2 separate regions of the Zea mays genome follow, and region 2 is linked to region 1. The links are chromatin contacts, called in public Hi-C maps. All regions are on one chromosome and are shown on one strand. Each heading gives the region's core, a stretch centred on a gene start, on an enhancer-like site or on the middle of the called end of the contact. The rest is flanking DNA. Distances are from core to core; before and after follow the strand shown. Region 1 holds the start of LOC100384613. Region 2 holds the start of LOC103630388 (O-fucosyltransferase family protein).

The links. A called contact is a pair of places that touch in the nucleus more often than the background predicts.
Region 2: a contact with region 1 is called in a Hi-C map of leaf, with 4 times the contacts expected there. The contact joins the promoter of LOC103630388 here to the promoter of LOC100384613 in region 1. A contact is called at or near these places in 3 of 25 Hi-C or Micro-C datasets (bundle sheath, ear and leaf).

The regions. Positions count from the first base shown.
Region 1 is chr6:159,531,057-159,538,467 of Zm-B73-REFERENCE-NAM-5.0, forward strand. It overlaps LOC100384613, which reads right to left and starts at 3,990. Exons shown (of 6, transcript NM_001177112.1): 1 at 3,598-3,990; 2 at 1,381-1,507; 3 at 721-863; 4 at 474-536; 5 at 314-379; 6 at 1-199. The coding sequence starts at 3,768. The coding sequence ends at 122. It overlaps LOC100279199, which reads left to right. Exons shown (of 2, transcript NM_001365901.1): 2 at 1-1,086.
Region 2 is chr6:159,686,070-159,693,480 of Zm-B73-REFERENCE-NAM-5.0, forward strand. It overlaps LOC103630388 (O-fucosyltransferase family protein), which reads right to left and starts at 3,757. Exons shown (of 8, transcript XM_008651442.3): 1 at 2,947-3,757; 2 at 1,212-1,305; 3 at 1,054-1,124; 4 at 886-974; 5 at 664-796; 6 at 322-551; 7 at 1-229. The coding sequence starts at 3,447.

The sequences.
Region 1 (7,411 bases), core at 2,740-5,239:
AGTTGTCCATTACCACCTGAATCTAAAGAACTTCATGCATATATATTACATAGCACGGCAACATTCATCAAACATGCTGCATCCTATCTTGAATCTGTTAGTTGAACTTCATGCTTCACTGTCAGGCCACTTTCATAGTTGTCTTCAGCCTCTTTGCAGCTTGCACAAAGCTGACAATGACCTGCAACTCATCCAATTGCTTCCGCATGGGCAAAAGCATATATTGGAATTAACACAACAAAGCAGACTGTCAGGACCTCACACCATAGTGATGCAAGTTACTGGAGTCAGAAGTTAAATTTGTTTTATCAACCTGGGCCGTGAAGTGCCTTTGAACAGCATCAACTAACTGCTCCCTGGATGGATTAGGGCATGCATCCTGTTCACAAATGCAGTCAGTCAGAACAATGAAACATAATTGGCTACTTGCAGTTGATAGTAGGGCCTTGTCTAGAAATTTGAGCTCTACTTACGAGATTGAAGTGGCGCCAATATCTCAACAGTGCAGTCAGTTCTAACTTGCTCAGGTCAACTTTCTGCAGTGTTACCAGTCAAAAGAATGTAAAGATACAAGCTGCAGAAGCAATGTGGTCCAAAAAATAGTCGAGTATTGACGAGAGCAAAACTACATATAAAGTCATCACAGATTACTGTAAAGTGTTTTTTGCATTCCAACCAAATGATCTCAAGTCCAAAACCCAAAGGAAGCGAAAGTCGCACCGTGTGAGCTCTCGAGGAAGATGAAACAGACGTCTTAGATTGGGAGTCACATGACATTGAACGGCTAAAGGATTTTCTGTGGAAACCCCTATGCTGCCTGCTCCTTGACCTTTGTGGCTTTGGTGATTGTGCATCATCGGAGACTGCAAGAAAAAAAAAGATTAAAGAAGCCAGCTTTTCAGACGCATATAACCACGTTGCAGGAGATGGTTAGGAAAGAAGACAGCTGTGCCTCAAACTAAATTCAATCTGTTCAGATCCGTGACCTTAAATGGCATGTAGATTTTTCTCAGGTGTTCTTTAATCAAATGCAATGCTAACCTCTATAAGGAACATTATCTGTTTCTAGAACTTTTGTTTTTGTCTTTGATAGATCTGATTGTATATCGGGTTATTTTCCTACTAGTTGCCGCAGAATTTTGCAATCCAAAACATATGACCAGTACGATAGAAAATTGACGAAACTAATATATTGAGTAAATAGTCGGTCTCCAAGAATGAACAACTTTTACAAATAAAACCAAGATCTATGCTTACTCCAATTGAAATGAAACATATCAAAGAATCAATTATACAAGAAAAGAAACAGTTCTAAACACAACTGCGAAACAGACAAAGCATTGTGATTTGTCAATGAAAAATGCAATCCTGGTATCTTACCCAAGTCTGAACTATTCCACCGCAGGTTTTCACAATCAAATTTATCATCATCCTCGTTGCCTGTCGGAGGTTCAATCACACTTAAAGCATTCCGCTGCAGCTTTACCTCTATTCCATTAGTAAGTACCTAGAATATGAGAGCAAATGAACATCAGATTTTTAGGAACAAGCACAAACTTTTTATCATTTGATTAAAGTAGCGAATTCAACCATGAGAATTGACAAGTTTATTTGAAAGCAAATTTTAGCACAAAAGCATCCAATGATTGCCCCATCTCGAGCTGTGTATATCCAGGAAATAAAATGGCTATGAAGGGCTAAAGAATAGATATTAAAACAGCAATGAGTGGTGGCGTGCGTGCTGAGGGTGGTGGGATCCAAACACCCAGAGAATAACCTGCGGTGGTGTCATAGATAAAATAAAACAAGCACGGTCAGCCAAATAGGTCCAAAATATCACGTGAGATGGGATGTCTAAATCAATGCACCATCTAATTAGCCAATGCATATGATAGCGATCTAAGCAGTTTGTATACTGGAAGTTCGGAACCAGATCCAGACATATCGCTGGAAATCAGCAAAGCATGATTTCATCTCCAGACCTACGACTCTAGCCAGGCATTACTAAACCCAAAAAAAATGATCATACATAATACTATAATATTGTTAATTACCCAAAAATCGTACTGTCAAGTTTTGGCTGTAAACAGTTCGGAAGAGGTGTGAACTCAATAGCACGTCGAGACAACGATGGTTGCTTGAATGAGTGATTGGATAGCATAAATACCAAATTATTTTGCTAAATAAAAACAGATAGAATAAATCTAAAATCAAATCAAGACTAAGCCGATACATTGTATTGGCGCAATCTAAGGAACAGTGACTCAAATACAGGAACAAATAACTTAAGAGCTGCCTCCAGAAATTCCAATCCAAATCCCCTAAAAAAACAGCAAGGACTACAACAAGACTCAAATCTAGATTACCTAAACATCCAACGCAGCAAGCAATAATAATCTACGGCCACGAGTTTCACAATTGACGGTGAGCGGTGGCAGCCCAATTCAAATACAGATCGAACAAAATGAAACTCCGCAGTGCAATCGGGACCACGAACAACGTAGTGATGGTCAGAAACCAAGATCTGATTTTTCGTCCGAATAACTATAAGTAGCTGGGGAAAGGTCAACAGGAAAATCGAGATCAGACAATCTTGGGAACAAATCTAATTGCAATATTGCAACCTAGATGGAGAGAAATTAGGAACAGTTCAATGCTGAATCAAACTGCAGCAATAACTTAAACCCAGAATTATAATTTGGAAGAAGAAGAAGAAAAGGAAAAAAAAGAAAACAAGATCGATCTGAACTTCAATGGACTAATCCAGATTCGCAATACGACTAAATTAGAGTAAATCCTCCAAACACGGACCTGAGCGAAACCCTAGAGCAACTAAAACCCAAAATTGACGGCTAGAAAGGCAATTCGCATTGCAGCAAAACAAGATCTGGGATTAAAAATCGGGAATTGCAAGGTGGAAGCAGCGAATTGCCAGCCAATGCCATCCTCCGAGGCCAACTGCCATCTTCAGCTCAATACAAATTCCATAAAAGGACAGCAAGGACTACAGCCAGACTCAAATCTAGATACCTAAAATATCCAACGCACCAAAGCAATAATGGTCCACTGCGACCAGTTTCACAATTGATGCTGACAGCCCAATTCAAATACAGATCAAACAAAACAAAACTATGCAGTGCTACCAGGACCACGAACAATGCAGTGACAGTGAGGAACAAAGATCTGAGTTTTCGTCTGAATAACTGCAAGTAGCTGGGGAAAGTTTCAACAGCAAAATTGAGATTAGATAATCTTGGGAATACATTTAATGGCGATATTGCAATCTAGATGGAGAGAAATTAGGAATGATCCAATGCTGTATCAAACTGCAAGGTACAACACTGCAGCAATAATTTAAACCTAGAAGTAGAAAAAGAAAAGGTAAAGAAAACGGATCGATCTGAACTCCAATAAACTAATCCAGATTGGCAATCCGGGCTAAATTAGGGTAAATCCTCCAAACACGGACCTGATCGAAGCTCTAGGTCAACTAAAACCCAAAATTAGCAACCAGAAAAGCAATTCACATTGCAGCAAAACAAGATCTGGGATAAAAAAAAATCAGCAATTGCAAGGTGGAAGGAAGCAGATAATTACCAGCCAATGCCATCCTCCGAGACCGACGGCCTTCTTCACGACTCCGTGCAAGCCCACGAGCACCGACTTGGTGCGGTTGTTGCCGGTGACCACCACCTTGGTGTGCCGCGGCAGCACGGACATCTCATCCTCGCCCCAGCCTGCCGGCACTCGGTTGACAGCCGCAATCATCTCGCCAACGGATCAGCGCCCTACCTGCCGCGAATCCTCTCCCAATTGCCGCCCAATTCAGGCGGTGGTTTGCTATGAGGATAGAGCAGGGTGTTGGGGGCAGGTCCGGGTGAAACGGTTTGGTGTGGTGGACGCGGTAGGGGTCGGGGGGTAATTGAGCGCGCACTGGTCTGTCTGAAGCAGAGGGAGTGGCGGAGTGCTGCGGATGCGTGTGACTGCGTGACTTTCTTGCTTTTCGTGTTTACTGTGCTGCTGGCCTGCTGCTAGTACCCTACACCGCCTGCCTGCTATGGATCCTCTGGTGCGCAGACGCCAGCCACTGAGAGCGTGACGCGTGGCTTCTAAGGGTTTCTAAATAAATAATTTTTAAAATTATCTTACGTATTTTTTAAAACTTTAATCTACCTGATGATCTGTTTGGTTCAGCTAAATTTTGAAAAATATAATTCTAGCTACGAGAAAATAGTTGCAAGCTGATATTTTTGTGTAAAAGCTAAAACATATTTACTTAAACCAGCAATCAACTATAGATTATGTTCGAGTATGATAGTAATTTTGTGTACAGATGACATTTTTTCTAAAAAATATGAGGTACATAGTAATTCTGAAATTGAACATGTTTGGTTGTCAACATTTGTCATTTAGGCACAAGACATGGAAGGACTATGGATCCAAGATATGTCTAACATAGAAAGGCCACACGATAATAACTAGTATATAATTCTAGTGGTAGAGCTTAGTGAGAAAGTTTACTAATATCCTAAATGTCATTATTTGTTAGGAGTGTTACATAATTTCATAGGACTTTAAATGACGACCATACTCATGCATCAATGATGTTCGTAATGCAATTTATATACTCATTTCTAAATTATAATATGTTTTATTTTTCCTAGATACATTTTTATGATATCTAGATAAAGTGCCTAAGTACATAAAACTACACATTTAGAAAATCTAAAAAGTCTTATAATTTGAAATGGAGATGAGTTGAAAGCATATTAGCTCCTAAATCCATGTGCACTACAAAATACTCTAATTATTGATCTCCATAGTCATCGGAATCTGAGAATGCATAGATCTCCATCATCCTACTAAATGGTTTGTCCATTAAATTTAAAAACATCAAAAACTCACGCTAATGCTATAAAATTGCGGTAGGCATTGCTCCTGTAGTTGCCAACAATGATTAACTCAACGTTTGCAACCACACCAGATCTATGGATGCAAAAATCAGTATCCAAAAACTAAAGGTTGATCTACATGTACTTCTGCAAGACGGTATGGACTGTAGCTCTTGTGCAAATCAAAATCAACAAACTTTGTACACATGTCTATGTTAGAATGGGGAAGAATCTTCATGCTAAAATGGTTAAGCTTCCTTCACTCTTGGTTATGCTTATACATAACATTTAGAAATAGTTGTTGCAAACAAGAACCAATAATCCTAGAGCGTCGAGTAAACCTCACACATTTTTTTTCTTGTGAGTTGTGACATACTGTCTGCGTTTGTCACCTTGGAAAAGAAACATTGCACATGACAAAGAATTAGGTCTTATCGTGATAGCATCATTGCAATAGCCTATGCCAACAAAATGACATTTTTAAATTCAAGTTATTGCATAAAAACATTTGTTGTGATGCATATAGCATTTGATATTTGATTAATAAATTATTGTAGCAAAATAAAAGTTGTTGCACCATACACATATATATATTAAATCAGTCCATTAATAATTATAAACATTATTTAAGATAGTTTGTGCAATCATAATTGCAGTGTGTTGCATGTACTACAAGAATTTCATATAAAATTATGTAGCTAATATTGTAATTTCTAGCAACTGTTGCTTTCCAGCCACTACTCCTCACATCGTCACTATCAATTGAGGGCATGTGATTTTCTCAATCCCATCCAAACCCACTTTGAGAAAGTATCTTGCTAATAAATTCAAAATGTTTGTCAACGGTTTTACATCTTGAAGTGACGTTCTACTTTGTGATATCTACTTTGAGAAAGTATCTTGCTAATACTGCATTCGTAGTTACAGAACAGGCTAAAAACGAAACGTTTGGCGGTCAGAATTCGCTTCTGACCGCTAGAATTGGCTAAGAAGCCAAAATAAACATGTCCATCCTATCACACAAATTACCCGAAGAGCCTATCATGTATTCATGTAAAAAACCATCTGCCTACATACAAAATGCCTCCATCTTTCCATCACACAAATGGTAGACGCTAGCCATTAACTAAGCCTTGTTTGATAAGCGGTGAACATTTCATTAGCTAGTTGGTCCCTAAAATTGTTCCACTCAGTGGTAACCTAGACATTTCTAATTAAATTAGTAGCATCTAGGATATCAACTGGCGCTACAGCTATCTTAGTATCCACTTCATGCAGTAAATATCACACATCTCGCGTTGTCTATCTCTTGCAAAGTTGTGCAACACACAACAAGCAATGATAATCCATCTGATTGGTTGAGTGGGATAGCTTGGCGTGCCACAATGGAGCTAGGTCTGCCAGAAACGGAACACCCCCTTCGTACCCACACATGCAACGAGGTGGTGTATTTTTTGCGTGTCCTGCAACTGCGAATGCGGTATTGGTTTCGACGCATTGGTGTATCTAGAGGGTGGATAGGGTGGGCTCTGACCCACGCTCTGATTTTGATCCTACTAAATTATATATATGATTTTGATTTATTTATTTTTTATTCTCATACATTGTAGAATTTAAAATACAAACTCATTTATTTATTGGTTTTTATAAAATTGGGTCACCCTAACTTTAAATCCTAGATTCACCACTTTTTCGACATATGCAAAGAACCAAACAACGTCTGACGCTTGGTCACGCGTGGGGAGAGTTCGCATGGGCACGCCCATGCAACCAATCGGATGGAATGTGAATCTACCAAAAAAATGCAAGCTGGTGACAAAGCAAGCAAATAATGCTGCATTCAACTATAATAGGACACATATTATAGAAGGCAGTACCTAGTGCTCTATTTTAAAAATATTGGTTACAAAATATACCTCATTTTTCTCCATAAACCAAAGGTTCTCTCTACCATATTTGTAGCTCGAGGATATCACAAGTTATACAATTATTTTAGAGTTTTGGGTTGTTATTAACATACAACCCACTCTTTCAGGTGATAGCTAGTCGGTCTATATGAAGACAGAAAACCAAGACCATTAATGTAACCAACATCAACTAAGTAATACTCCCTCCATCCTAAATTAAAATTCGTTTTACCTTTTGACTAGATTCATACAATAATTAATATATATGCTCCATATATATATGTCTAGGTTCATAATCATCAATATGAATATAGATATAAAAATCTAGAACGAAAATGTCTACTATTTTGGAACTGATGGAATATTTTTCTATCATGGAGGAAGAGAGTTAGCTAAAAATAAACAAGTAAATTATGCTCTAGCAAACAGCCAAGATGGAGTCATACCCTTGGCTACAACAAAAGCATCCTGGCAAGACCTGGCATCATGTAAAACCCTTGAATCAGAAGTTGAACCTTCCCATCTAGATAGAATATACAAAAAAAATTATGTTTCAGTCAAAAGCACCTAGCATGTTAGTCGTGATTTGTCGCTTCCTATTCCCGTACCTTC
Region 2 (7,411 bases), core at 2,507-5,006, 150 kb after region 1:
GCCGGCGACGATGTAGATCTTGGTGGCCGAGGGGTACCCCATGGCCTTGAGGAACACGGCCGCCTCGCGGGGCGTCATGGGGCACCCGCCCTGTAGCCGCCTCTCCTCGCTGTTGATGTCCTTCTCCTTCCAGTGCCGCACCTTGAACCGCATGTCCGTCAGCTCCGCCGCCTCATCCAGCGTCAGGTTGTGGTTGCACCCGGTGAAGGCCAGCATGTCCTTCTCGTATCTGACGACGATCAAGGCAAACCAATGCAAGTTCATCCATTGATTGATCTGCAGATAATAGCCGGCCACCGAACGCTGTGAACTCTCAGCTACCTCAGGTGAAGCGCGATGTAATGCTGGGACTCGTTTCTCAGCCGATCAACCAGCGTGTTGCCGAGCTCTTCGATCTCCTTCCTGTACTGGAGCGCCTCGTAGTTCGCGCGGCACCGAAGCTTTTGCAGCGAAGGAGCGAGGCCGTTGTTCACGATCCGTGAATCCGTGTGTGTAAACCTCACCACTTTGAACTTCCTCAGGATTTTCGCAAAGTCTCTGTAGAAGGAAGCCTGGAAAACGGAGCTGGCGATGCATCAGCCTATTCAGTACGTATTCGGTTATCCTCTAAGCTGCTGCAACTGCAATGCAATCCAGTAGAGCAAACAAGTTGTTGACTCGTACCCTGGACCAGGAGGTGGGCGCTCTCACGTACGGTTTCACCCTTCTGTAATGTGGTGGGAGGGAATCCACGATCACAATGTCTTCCTTCAACGACTCCTTGAAGTGATCGACGTCGAATATATCTTTGAAATCGCTACATACCAAAAAAAAACACTAGTCGTCAGTCTGCTCGCAGTTTCTTCTTCAGGCTGGTTCAGCACAGCTAGATATAGAGTCACTGACCTTGGGTCAGTCCAGAATGACTGATGATCCAGAGTAGGGATCACCAGCGATGCGTTCATGATCTTCGCCACTGCAACCATATCACTTATCTGTAAGAATAGTTGCCAAGGAATTAATGACAGTTAGCTGAAAGACGTTGCCACGACACTAGCACAAGTGTATACGTACTCCCATTCTCATCTGGTTTAGGCCACCGTTTGCATCAACGACCAGGTAACCGACAGATGCATTGTTTTTCCCTGAAGCAAGCGTGTCCTGATTAAGAAAATGCAGCTGAATCTGAACATGAAAGGAAGCAAATCAAACGATGAGCGGGGGTAAATTACTGCGGTGATTCTTCGGCCGTTCAATGCACTGGCTGTAACCCTCACTGTCTGGTTTCATCCATATCCCAGGTATCTGTCCGTGTTTGGAAGGGAACTTCAGTAAAAATCAGTCAACCACATCTAGTCTAGCTCTTGTAACATAAAGTGAAGTCAAGCTTCGCATGGCATGGAATCTGAACGAAAATGTCTTGCTTTTTATGAATCGTGCATATAAATATTTGGCTGAATATGGACACCAGATTGCTTTACTGGCGGACTCTGCGTCTCTGCCAGGGTACCCAAACTTTCCTGAACTGAAGCTTGTTGTCCCTACTACCAAATTAAAGTCACCACTTTCACGAGATGAGTCTTGAAAACAGCAAAGCCACACCTTCGGGCCTCATTGGACCTTAATCCATCTTTCCAAGGTGAACTTTATGTATACTATTGCAAATTCTGATTTTTCCAATATTATTAGAAAGCTTGTTTTTTAAGGACGCCATGATACTGGTTTAACATGGTAAAGCAGCAAATTCCAAAAAAAAACTTTTTGTGAAAGGTTAAGAATCATTCTTTTATTAAAATAATAAATTAAATGGTGTTGGCTAACATATTAGTTACTTATTCGTTCAATCCTTTGTTTTCTTACTTGAAAGTTTGACAATTAGGGAGTGTTTGGTATTCGTGACTAAAGACCGTGTCACATAGATTGTTTGAATGTCAAATACGGGTATTAAATATAATTTAATTATAAAAGTAATTACATAGAAGAGGACTAAACGACGAGCAGATTTATTAAGACTAATTATTCCATGTTTCGTGGTTGGATCATGGGTTAATTAGACTCAATAAATTCGTCTCGTCGTTAGTCTTTATTTGTATAAATAGTTTTACAATTAGATTATATTCAATACTTGTAATTGATATATTCAAATATTCAATGTCACATGAACTTTAGTCAAGGAAATCAAACACCCCCAACGTCGATGACACCAACCGAATGCGCTCTGAACATTTCTTTTTCAGGTACAACTGGACCTCAATAGCTAAAAATGACCAGATGTGAAGAAATATAGTGATGTATCTCGCATGTGAATGCAGTGAGATACATCAAAGAACATGGAAACCATTTTCACGAAAACACAAAAGCAGATATAAACAGCTGCCTTGCACCTAGACTCTGGAACTCGCGTCATGTATTGTGTTCTTTTGGTTCCAGTGACTCACGCTAGCAACAAATACTGGTGGAATCGTTGTCCTTATCGCCAATCATTTCTCCCCATATAAATATCCCATTCCGCGACGAGCGGTGATCCAAAAGCTCCACTCTTTTTCAGAGAATGGAAGAAACTTCTCCCCTTTTTTCCATTTCTCTCAAGGTGTCAATCAGTTCAGCTTTGTGTTTAGAATCTACCATGTTCACATCTCTTGCAAAAAAAAAACGGCACCTCGTTTTTTGTAATTACCAATTTTTATAGGCAATTTCGACTTGGGGTGCCTGAATCTGATTTCGACTTGCGACTACTTATGAATTGTGAACATCCCAAATTGGGAACAATGAAACTACAAATCAAATGACTCCGTCAGAAATTTGATCATTTTCGGTGCCCAAATGGAGCATTTTGCATCAATTAATGTCCAGTTTTCAAATTTCAAGTGCGTGCATAGTAAGTTGACATGACATGATGATCGCTGAAATAAAAAGAGTCGGAGGCGAGCTGGCGATCAACGGCGCGGGAGGTGCGCACGTACTCACCGGCGGTTCAGGCGAGCGGCGCGCAAGGGCCGTCAAATTCTCCTCCGTCCACTCCATGACGTCGGCGTCGGCCACCTCCACCCTGAGCCTCCCGCCGTCGTCGGTGCCAGCGCCGCCCGCGCTCGTGGCCGTGCGCCCGCCGCCCCGGTGCGATCCCAGGAACCCAATGACGGCGACGAGGCCGAGGAGGCAGAGCACGATGCCCCTCATCCAGGCCGTCCGGGGTGGCGCGCCTGCCACGGCCCACGCTCGCTTCCTCCGCGCCAACTGCAGCGCCCTCCCGCTGCAGGGCGTGGCGGCGGCGGCGTGCCCGTGGAGGTCGCACTCGGCGTCGTCGTGCGCACAGGCGTGTAGGAAGTGGTGATCGGCGCCGCCGCCGCAGCCGCAGCAGGAGTCGTCGTCGCGCTCGATGTCGTTGGGCTGGCGCCTGCGGTGAGGGCCGGGGCTGGTGGACGAGGACGAGCAACTGGTTGCCGTGGACGTCGTCGCGGCCGCGGCCATGGAACGAACCGTGTGCGTGTGCGTGCGCGCGCCCGTCGCTAGGCGCGTCAGGCTAAGAATAGGAACCCCACGGGAGACTAGAGGAAGGTAAGGTTAGCGAGTGAAGGGGAGAAAAGGCCGGGAGATAGCAACTGAAATTTGGTCCGCGATCGCACTGCCCTGCCCGCTCGGTAGTCTGCCCTTGGCAACCGCCGCGCCAGATCGCCTATCTCTGCGGCCTGTGCCTGCACTCCGAACTGCGGCCGAGGCGACGCTGTGCGATTGCGTCGGGTCGTAGCTGGAAAGGCCTAGCCGAGCTGGCTAACCAAGCTCGAGCTCGGCTCAACTCACCTTGCACACTTGACGAGCTAGAGAAGGAGATTTGATTTCGTCGGCTCGTGAGGTACTCTAATAAATATTATTATATTATATAGTAAATTAACAGCATCTAAATGTATATTATAGAATCATCGATATTATGAATGATATAAATAGTAATTTGTTATGTACTCCCTCCGTTTCTTTTTATAAGTCGCTGGATAGTGCAATTTTGCACTATCCAGCGACTTATAAAAAGAAACGGAGGGAGTATCTATTATCGAATGCTAAGTAACGAGCCGGCTATCTAAATGATCCAATATCTATAGATTAATTAATTTGGCACGACTTATGAGCTAAAACGAACGTTTTGAGTCGTTGGGTGATTTGAGCCTTGGAGTGTCACGAGATCTGGTGAGCCCCTTGTCCCATAATAGCTCTTTACGAAACTTTGTAATTATTAATTTGAGATATACTAATGTTAAATTACCTAGTGTCAAGCACCTTCTCTAGACAGGGCTAGGAGAGGCCCATGGGATGTAGGATCTCGAGAGCGGTGATCCAGATAGATGGATCCTGCGGTAGCTTTCTATATCAGGATTCTTGAATGCGTCTTGACGGCCATCGGCAAGCTTTCCTGGACACTGACAAGGTCAAGGACCCAACATGTTAGAGCCAAGTGAGAGTTGTCTCAAACGATGCCGCCTCTATCTCTAAGGTTGCATGTTGTCACTATTTGTGTCCCTACGCATGCGGAGCTAGCATACTAGCATCACGTCGTTTCATCGCCGCACACGTGAATACTATGAAGACTCTGTTGTTGCTGCTATGGTATTGATCGACGATAAACTTTAGGAGCATGAATGAGTGTGATTCTGATGCTGGTATGCGAGGATGTAGGACTATTTGTCTATATTGTCACCATGTTATTCCCCTATATTGTATATCTAATGATAATGATTGATAATCATGTACTCATAAATTATAAAAACATGATAGATATGCTAATGCGTGGCGTATCTATTTTGTAACATAAATCATGGAAGTAGCCATATACAAGTACAACACATATGTCCACTAGTATATAGAAGCTTTATAGAGGCTGTTTTGAACCTATTTGTATTGGCGGTTTTTAGAACCGCCGGTGCTACGATCAATAGAAATAATTTTTTTATAGGTGGATAATTGAGAACCGCTAGTGGTAATCTTTTTCAGGGAATATAAAATTGGTTTTAAAATTGTAAAAAAAATATTTTGACTAGAGAGGCCTCGCTCGCTCGTCTCCGCAGCATTTGTACAACTTTTATTTTGATACTTTTTTTCATCTAAGGCCGTGTACAAAATTTGAATTTTAAATTTAACAAATTTAGATGTAAATTTTGAGACTTGTAGAGGTCTACAACTTTTAATGTGGTGGGTTTTTTTCATACGAGGTCGTTTGAAAACTAAAAAAGGTTAACGATAAAATGATTTCTAGTGGCGATTTCTTAAAAAAACGTCTGCAAAAATATGATTTCTACATATGGTTTTTATAAGGAACCGTCTGTATAGATAGCACTGGCGCTTGATAACTAAATTCACATGTAAAAATTAGACCTTACAGTAGACTTAGAGCTTTTTTAGGGTGTGTGTCTAGTTGCGTGACAGCTTAGATAACAACCACGTACTCTGGTGTCTCCTTCTCGATCGTCCAATTCAGACTGTCCAAACTCTGATCGTGAACCAAACAATCTTCTCTTAGGGATGGTTCCGTTCCGTGTCTGGAGTCTCGACTCATCATCGTTGTAACCTTGGATGGTGGTGCTGAATCTAGGGGGTGTTATAGAGGAAAGGAGGTGATTTATCTCCTCCAGCAACGACAGACGGCATGCCTACGTACCGCCTCCTAGGTGCAGATCCTGATCCTGGTCAAATGGATGTTTGGATTCCGGCAAGTTGTGTATCTAAGATTCAAAACATTTAGGGCATGTTCGGTTATTTTCAATCCATATGGATTTGAGAGATTGATATGGATTGGGGAGATTTTGACTTACTAGGGATTCAAACCCCTCAATTCATATGGATTAGAGTAGAACCGAACAAACCCTTATGAAGATTATATAAAATAGTAAAATTTTTTGACCCGGAATCATTTCCGGAGGAACCGAACAAGCCCTTATGGGTTCCAAATCCAAGCCTTATTCATATTCAAACAAATCTAGTCCAAAGCTATCCACAGTAGTCCAATTACGTACGTACACTTTGGACAATCCAAGTCCACTTCCATCTTTACCTGTATCCATTTATGCTGGTGGTGTGAATTAGTACGCTGTCTCTCTCTCGGTCGCTTTCGCTGTCCCGATCGATCAGTTGGGAAGTTAGTTGTTACCAAGGGTGGGGGATGCTTGTGCTTCACCCGAGATCTGATCTGCCCCGACCGGGCGCAAACAGAAAAGAGGTTAGGCGCAGCACGTGGTTTCGGAAACACACAAGTAGGCAAGCAGAGGCATGGGCCGGTTGGCAAGTTAGTATGGCCAGGTTCAATTGTTCTTCAGTGCACGAGCTTCAATTAATCGGGCGTGGACACGTACGATAAGCCACGGGCCACGCACTTAGGTGCTGTTTGGTTCACATGTTTATAATGTAATAGGTAACAAATAACGTTAAATCATGTTTGTTTAATTCCAACCATAATCGGATATCACGTTAGAAATTAATACCAACCTATTCAAACTTGTTACCACTGATAATCGAATGTAAACCGTTACCGTTACCATTTACGTTACATTTTGGGAAACAAACGGCACCTTGATTCGTCAACCCAGCCAGCTAGTGGTACTACGTACCGGCCGGAGACTTCTTTTTTGGCACCTCTTGGTCACGAGGGAAAAGAACAACGACGCGAGCTGCTGAAGCTAGTTAGGTTCGATCGTGTCGTGCCAACGGACCACGGCGGTGGAACTAGCTAGCACGAGCGCGTACGTGCTTTCCGTTGCTAGCTCTAGCTCCTGATGGGCGGAAGCGGAAGTGGTCCTTTTCCTCCTCGGCGATTAGCATGTGAAAGTGGATGGACGCCTCGATTTTAAACGGAAGTGGAGACAGATAGATACTAACTAGCAGTAACCCGTGGATAGGGGATGGATACATGCCGGTTGTCCCATACTTCATCATTCATGTGAGAGACTACTATATGATTCGCTTCGCATTAAAGTCGACTGTTTAGACTGCTAAAATTATAATATATCGAGATAAAAATATTATAGAAATAGTAAAAATCAGTACAAATTAAAGACAAGCAAACCATTTGAGCCTGAGTTCTACGCGCCGAGACATGGAAATCGTACGCTGCTGACCCGTCGCCGGTGGCAGTATCCGGCATACTCACTGGTTTGCCTCTCCGCTGGCAGTCTCTGGTATCCTCGCCGTCACGGCGCCGCCATCGTTTGTTGTCCCGTCTGATCCAGCTCCAGCCCATCGACATGAATTTCGCCAGCTTAATTAATTAATTTCTGATCGACACGTTGCCACGGCCCACGGGATGTCGCCAGGCAGCGACACGTGATTTGAGCGTGTAGGTTTTGGCCCGCTACCGAGCGTTCACCGACAGAAGAACCAAAGGACACTGTAGGACAGACTAGGAACGTTGCTATCAGAGCAAAGCGACGTTGGATCACGGCCGGGTTTAATG